Regions from separate parts of the Mus musculus genome. Here region 2 is linked to region 1. A link is a contact called in public Hi-C data. All regions are on one chromosome and are shown on one strand. Each heading gives the region's core, a stretch centred on a gene start, on an enhancer-like site or on the middle of the called end of the contact. The rest is flanking DNA. Distances are from core to core; before and after follow the strand shown. Region 1 has its middle 270 kb from the start of Gm39601. Region 2 has its middle 87 kb from the start of Gm39601.

Region 1 (3,316 bases), core at 20-2,519:
ATCACATCTCCAAATAGGGTAATAGCAGGAAACGCTTCACTTTAATTTTCTAAGGGAACCTAGGCTATGGAAGAACCAAATGAAGGAAAGAAAGAGTCACTCTATGGCCTGCTCAATAACCTCGAGGTTTTGAGCCATTGACCTGAGCACTTAGACTATGTGTTCATAGCTTTACACAGTCATATCGCCTTCCTTTCACAGCCCTTCCAGTCAGGCCTCCAGACTACTGCATCCAAATCTTTACATTCACAGAGGCTCCCTCTGATGTAGTGTTTCCATGGTTTACTCTCCTGAAGAAAACTGGTTAGCTGAAGCCCTCGATCCCCCACCATGCTGGTATTTCATTCACAGTGTCCCCCAAAGAAGCTGAGGTACAACACAAAGGGCAAGCCAGGCACCTGCTAGGTGATGGTCAACTCCTGAGAGACCACGCCCAGTCTGCCGCCTCCCTTCCAGGACTCCTTTGATTCTATTCTCTGCGTTACAGACATTATACCTTCAGTCAAGCACTGCACCAGGTTCAGAAACAAAAACCATGTTACAGAAGGCAACTGTGAGACCTGGACTCTGTATCACTTGGGAGTGCTGGGAGAGTTTTAGTTTGTCTTTGTTTGTTTTCTTGCTCTGTCTTGTTTTGAGTTTGTTTTAAGTTTGGCTGCTTTTATGTCCATCTCCCACCCCCCACAAAAAATTCTTTAGTAACCCATTATGGGTTAGTGAATTCCCAAACCGTTCAAAAATACTTTAAAGTTCTTTTGGGACATAGCCAGATACTTAATATTGTATTACATTTTATAGTTGTCACTTAATCAAGCTATTTAATATTATAGTACATTTTAAAACTGTCACTTAATCACATTTTCTTGACCCTTTTATGGGAATTAAAGATCACTGTAGATAAAAAATGGCAGGCTTTAGTTTAAATAGATTCAGTATGTCCAGCTTGACAGTTACTTCTGAGACATTAAAAGAATTTTCTGTGATTAATGTGACCCACACACGTTAAATGGTGTAATGTTCCCTTTCTCCAGCCATTAGCGGAAGCAGCATCAGACAGAAGGAGCCGGAATGTGGCCGACTAGATGGAAAGGCTTGCGATGGGGGTGTGCATAGAAGGAAAGGCTACAGATAATATAGAGCCAGCCCAGCTAAGATAAAAGGGAGATTTCCCCTGACTTAATATTTGCTTTCTCTGGGCATCTGAAGAGTAAAGTCAAAGAAACAGAGAGGTTAGACCTTGGTAATGGAGTAGGTGCCGGTCTAGCAGCATCATATTCTACGGGGACCACTCTGCGCCAGGGGAGGGGCTGCATCTCTGGCAAGCAAGTGCAGTTATTTGGTGCTTATTATAAATGATTGATGAGCATTGCTTCTAAATTTAGAAAAGCTCTCTAAATGGACATTTACTCACAGGGGGGAAAAAAGCTTCCCTGAAAGGTTGATCCCTGGAAGGGCTTTGTTTATGGTGCGGCGATAGCTCTGTGCAATTAATCCAGAATGCGTCACTGAAAGATTTTATATTCTTAAGTGTTCACTCGTGTAATTAAAGTAAATTATGTCCTTCTCCAAACATGTTTCAAAGAATCATTCTGGCTTTAAAAAATCTTGGTCCCTAAATCCTACTTGTTTGTTTAATTAATCTGAAAATAACTGCTCCTTCCGTCTCCTAATCACGGATCAGATCGGCTCCGTGTTAGCAGCTGTGAATGAAAGCCGGTCCCAGTGTGTTTCTCTTGATTGTTTAATAAGAGTTGAATAATACCCTATTTAATCCATCAAGTAGGACATTACAATAACATTGATCTTTTGTTTGACAGCAAATTTGTTTGATAACAGAATAGGATATAATGTAACCAAATCAGTGTCAGAAATGCATTTTAGAGAATCCAATTAAAAACATTCACACACATGCCAGGCACCGAGCAGTGGGCATAGAAACCAGGAATAGCAAGACACTCTTAGGACAAAGGCAGGGAAGGGAAAGCCTAGCCTTGCCAAGCACACCAACCTTAGCCCAAAAATTCAAGGACTTCACAAACAGACTCCATGCGTTCAGAATGTTGCCATTTAGGCTGCTGAGGTCAACCTTTCCTTAGGTCAGCATGGAGGGCCCAGTGACCCCCAGATGGAAGTCCATTGTGTTCTCCTTTTGTTGGTTCAAATGCTGTATTTCTTAAGGTCAGTGGTGCCAGATCCTGCTGTCACTTAGCCCCTCCACTCTTTCCCTCCAGCTATTGCATAGCAAGAAGATGCCATTGTTCATATCCCTGCATCCTTGTCCTCGTCCCAACCTGTAGATGTGACCCTTTCTTTTCAGCATCTCTGGGGAGGAATAGGAACTAGTTCAGAGGGTTTTATAAGACCTGGTTTTTATGGACTTTGTGGAAGAGGGCAAGTGTCAGGCCTGGTGTATATTTGTACAAGTAGGATCGCGCCCCACCAGTACCCTTTCCTTTCCTTCAGCGGCTCTAACAAAGTAAGAGAGTGTTGCAAACAGAGGGAAAGAACAGTCACAAGCCAAAAAAAATCCTCACAATTCTCTGTTTTGAGTGCTATACCTTGTCCCAGAAGCTGATTTGGCCATGTTTCATAAGCCCCTCCCCTTTCTTTTTCACACACACACACACACACACACACACACACACACACACACACACTCACAAATCTTGGGGGAAGAATAGCTGAGATCAACCAGTTATATGCAAAGCAGGGTAATTGCTTAAATAAATTGATCTTTCTTTGTTCAAAATGATGGATGCACCAGTGTTGCTGTGTTCAGCTTGCTCTCTCAGAGAGAAGGAAGCAGTACAGAGACCCAGGACCAGCTCAGAGTACTGCAGACACTCTCTTTCGGTCATGCTGCTGGTGGAAGTGTTGCTGCTGTCTTTGGATACAGACAGAAGGAAAACCAAAACCTCAGGGAAGTCAGCTCAATCTTCTGTTGGAAACTAGAAACCCAGGAAGGAAAACACTCGACATTATCAAATGTCTCCAATCAACTCAAAGGCTGCCTGTGCCAAAGGGTCTATGCCAATCTAGAGTACAAGAGAAATGTAATCATTGTTACACTATTTGGAACTATTTGTATTGGTCATGGTAGTGCAGAGAGAGTCTCTGTGAGTTCAAAGCCAGCCTAGTCTACATAGTAAGTATCAAACCTGCCAGGGCTGCATAGTGAGATCCTGACTTTAAAAAAAAAAAAGAAAGAAAAAAGTATATATATATATATATATATATATATATATATATATATATATATATTTGTGTGTGTGTGTGTGTGTGTGTGTGTGAGTTTAAAGCCCTCTTCAGGGAAGGG
Region 2 (3,291 bases), core at 728-3,227, 180 kb after region 1:
ATAATATCTGGGCGAGTTTGCATAAAACAGATTTACATAACCATATAGCTTTAAAGCCTATGTATGTCTCTCATGCAGGCAGGGAGCTCAAATGAGACAAAAGAGACTAAATTAAAGATGTGAAACTAATTTGGAGCACAAAGTATATCAGCTAATTCTAAATAAAACCACTGCCATGGATTTATATGTCAATATTGCAGACATATCCAATGACAGACACACCAGGGCTGCACTAACAGGGTTTTCATGGTTTATAAATGTGAACATCATAACAAGAAATAAGGTTTCTGGGCTAAAAAGTTGATTAGCATTCCCCCGGGGAGGGGGCTGGAGTCTTGTATACTCCCCAGTTATATTTCGATATCAACCAATGCATGGCAAAGAGAGAAAAGAATACCTCTATGCAATTCGAAAAATTATCTGAAACCTTCAGCTTCATAAATATAAATATGTAAACAGACAGCATAACTCTCTACACACTGGCAAGAAGAACCTCCGAATTTATACTGTACGCTTAAGAAGACATCAGCTTAATCAAAAAGATCTTTTCCCAACATATGGCAGAAGGGAAATTATTATAAATGGGGTAAAAAGTATGTTCATAAGCTTTACTTCACGGGGGAAGAATGCTGAGGAGAGGGGCGGCGACATTCTTCTTGCATATGTTTTTCTTGTAGAGAACAATGTGGGAAAGTCTCGTTCTCCTTGAATCTAAATGTTCATTTTATGGAAGCAGCAACATTCGGCCCAGTTATTAGCAAAGGAGTTTTGTTGCTTGATAAAGTCTAATTTTAAAATGCTCACTTCCAAAAAAACATTATGGTGTCAATTGCAGTACCCTTCAGCAATCCTGTAATAACTTTATTCAACCATTTCTAATTATAATTATATTTTCAATTCCTTTTAGCTATAGAAACTCTTTATCAATCAGAGCACAAGACAGAAAATTACTTTATTACAGCTACAGCTCGTTAAGCTGAGTGCTCTTAATGAAGCAGCCTCATAATCAGATGAAAATCATGCTGGAGAGAACTTGCATCATTAGTCTGGGCCTTAATTACCAAGAAATATAGTCACTAACAATGATATTCCATCTCATGATATGGTGCATGCACCTTCTACACTAGTTGCAATTAATAATTCCACTGACTGCTACAGAATCTCTCCTATTTATTCATAACAATGGAGGGGGGAAATTCTAAATTTAATTGAGCGCTTCAGATTGTACTTTCTCTCCCTCTCTCTTGCGTTCAGATTAAAATGTCACAAGGCTAATATTCTATCTTACAATAATTCATCATTTTAATTACATATTTTATGTATGTGAAATGTCTTTTTCGGCTTTATAGTATAGGTTGACATTTTGGGGGGACGCATCGGGAAATGGGTGGCCTCTCATGAAGGTGGCTCCTGCTGCCCAGGACTGCATTCACAATTCAAAAAAAAAAAAAAAAAAGTGCTGTCATCAGCTCATCCGTTTCATCTGCGTTGGGAAAAGCTGGCTTCAGGAAAAGGGTCCTTCGCCAAAATGGCCTCGGTGTGTTCTGATAGGCTTGGGATAGTGGGGTGGCGATGCCGGGGTGGGCAAGGCTGTGTCACTGGCCTCTTTGTTAAGCATGATTGATCACAGACAGAATCGGTGACTTCCCTTTGTGAAAGCCGGCTTTCTTCTGCAGCTTCATTTCACACTTCCCTTGCCCCTCTCTCACCAAGCCCCTTGCTTCTGGCCTCCGGTGAAATGCTGGGAGAAGGAGACCATGCCTCCGGGCTGCCCACTGGATCAGCACATGGCTCACCCATCTCTGGATCCCAGAAGATGCCCATCTAAATTCTCATGTTCTCTACTGACAGGCTTAAGCCGGAAACATGGGGCCATGGCGACTCTGCTCCTGGTTTTCAAACACAAATTAGGTTCTTGGGTGCAGGCAAAGCGCACCAGAAAGGGCAGAGGGCAACGGACTTGGCAGAGATAAATGAGATCGCTACTTGACCTCCAACCCAAGGATGCCTAGCGCTGAACTTCCTGTCTGACACAGCCTTTTCACGGGAATTGTTGCCAAAACAGCTGATTCGATTCATCCAGGCTACACTTTCCCCCAGCGTCTGCCTTCTGAACACCAACAGCTTTGACAAATGAAACTGAGAAAAGAGAATGACTTGGAAAAACCCACAGCCCACAAGTAGAGGGGCTGGCTAGGATCTAGGCGAATGCTGCCTTTATAGAACCTTAGCATCCCGTTTCTACACCACCAGTGTAAAGACCCTCTATTAAAAGTTCCTTGGCTTCACGCTGAGTTTTCTTAAGTAAGCAATGACAGAGTTCAGAAGCCACCCATAAGGAAGAAACTGTCCTCTCCACCCAAATCCAAACCCAAATCATATCAACAGCAGAATAAAGTAACAAGACGAATGACTGCCACCAAAAGCTCCCTTAAAGGCAGAAGCTGACTGTATTATTCAGGACCCTTGGCCCTCCTGTCATGGCTAAGGGTTCAAACAAAGTAGCATTTGGCGTGACAATTCACACAGACTCCACAGGCAAAGGGAGTACTGAACAGGGGTCTTGGAGAAGAGAGCCCCAAGAAGAGATGGGGCAGAGCAAGAGAATTGGGGCCACCTGGAAAAGCGTCTTAAGTGAACAAAAGGAGACTGACCTGGGCCAAGGAAGAAAGAGGCAGGCCAACAGCAGGAAATGAAAAGCAGCCTGGGAAGACAGCAGAGGAGAGAGCAGTAATCAGAACCACACAGAATATTTCCATAGGAAAAATGCTTGGCATTCTGCTAAGCCCGATGGCTTGCAAAACAACTGGGGATGTACACTGATCCCCAAAGACAAGTGGATCCCATGGCCTGGCCTGATGCCTTCAGAAGCAACCACTGGTGAGCTAAGGAAGAGCTGGCAGAAAATGGCTGAGTCCCACAGCCTCCTAAGTCACTCCATGTTGGCTTCATCCGAAGCCTTCCACCATTCCTTAAATCTTCCTTTTGACGTCATTCTGTATAGACACAGAAGTGACTATGGATATTTTTCATTCGGCTATGGCTGCTTACAGGTACAGCCCCTGCAGAGCACTGGACCTTTGAGGCTACAGCCAACATTCTGCTATCCTGTCTCAGCATCTTTGACACCCATTTCCTAGGTGGGAATAAGAGGAGATCCTGGCAGCCACATCTGAGGAGAACGGAGATACTTCACCTGAGGGTCACCTAGCTAACGACGTCATCATCCTTCCCCGGTCCAGCAGCTGCAGCATGAGATCATCGTGGGCCTACCACTTACCAGCTGGTGAC

Evidence for each region. Hi-C and Micro-C count contacts between places; a contact is called where the count stands out from the background.
Region 2: a contact with region 1 is called in a Hi-C map of the N1E-115 cell line, with 2.4 times the contacts expected there. The contact joins two enhancer-like sites. A contact is called at or near these places in 3 of 484 Hi-C or Micro-C datasets (the N1E-115 cell line, nephron progenitors and stem cell-derived motor neurons).

Annotation. Positions count from the first base shown.
Region 1 is chr11:19,349,657-19,352,972 of GRCm38.p6, forward strand. It overlaps the pseudogene Gm12026. Among named protein-coding and RNA genes, the nearest start is that of Gm39601, 270 kb to the right of the region's middle. Within about 2 kb of position 1,270, at least 16 of the 459 cell types and tissues checked have an H3K27ac peak or open chromatin away from gene starts, as enhancers often do. A contact at or near this core is called in the N1E-115 cell line and stem cell-derived motor neurons, where this site is marked.
Region 2 is chr11:19,529,789-19,533,079 of GRCm38.p6, forward strand. No RefSeq gene overlaps it. Among named protein-coding and RNA genes, the nearest start is that of Gm39601, 87 kb to the right of the region's middle. Within about 2 kb of position 1,978, at least 34 of the 459 cell types and tissues checked have an H3K27ac peak or open chromatin away from gene starts, as enhancers often do. A contact at or near this core is called in the N1E-115 cell line and stem cell-derived motor neurons, where this site is marked.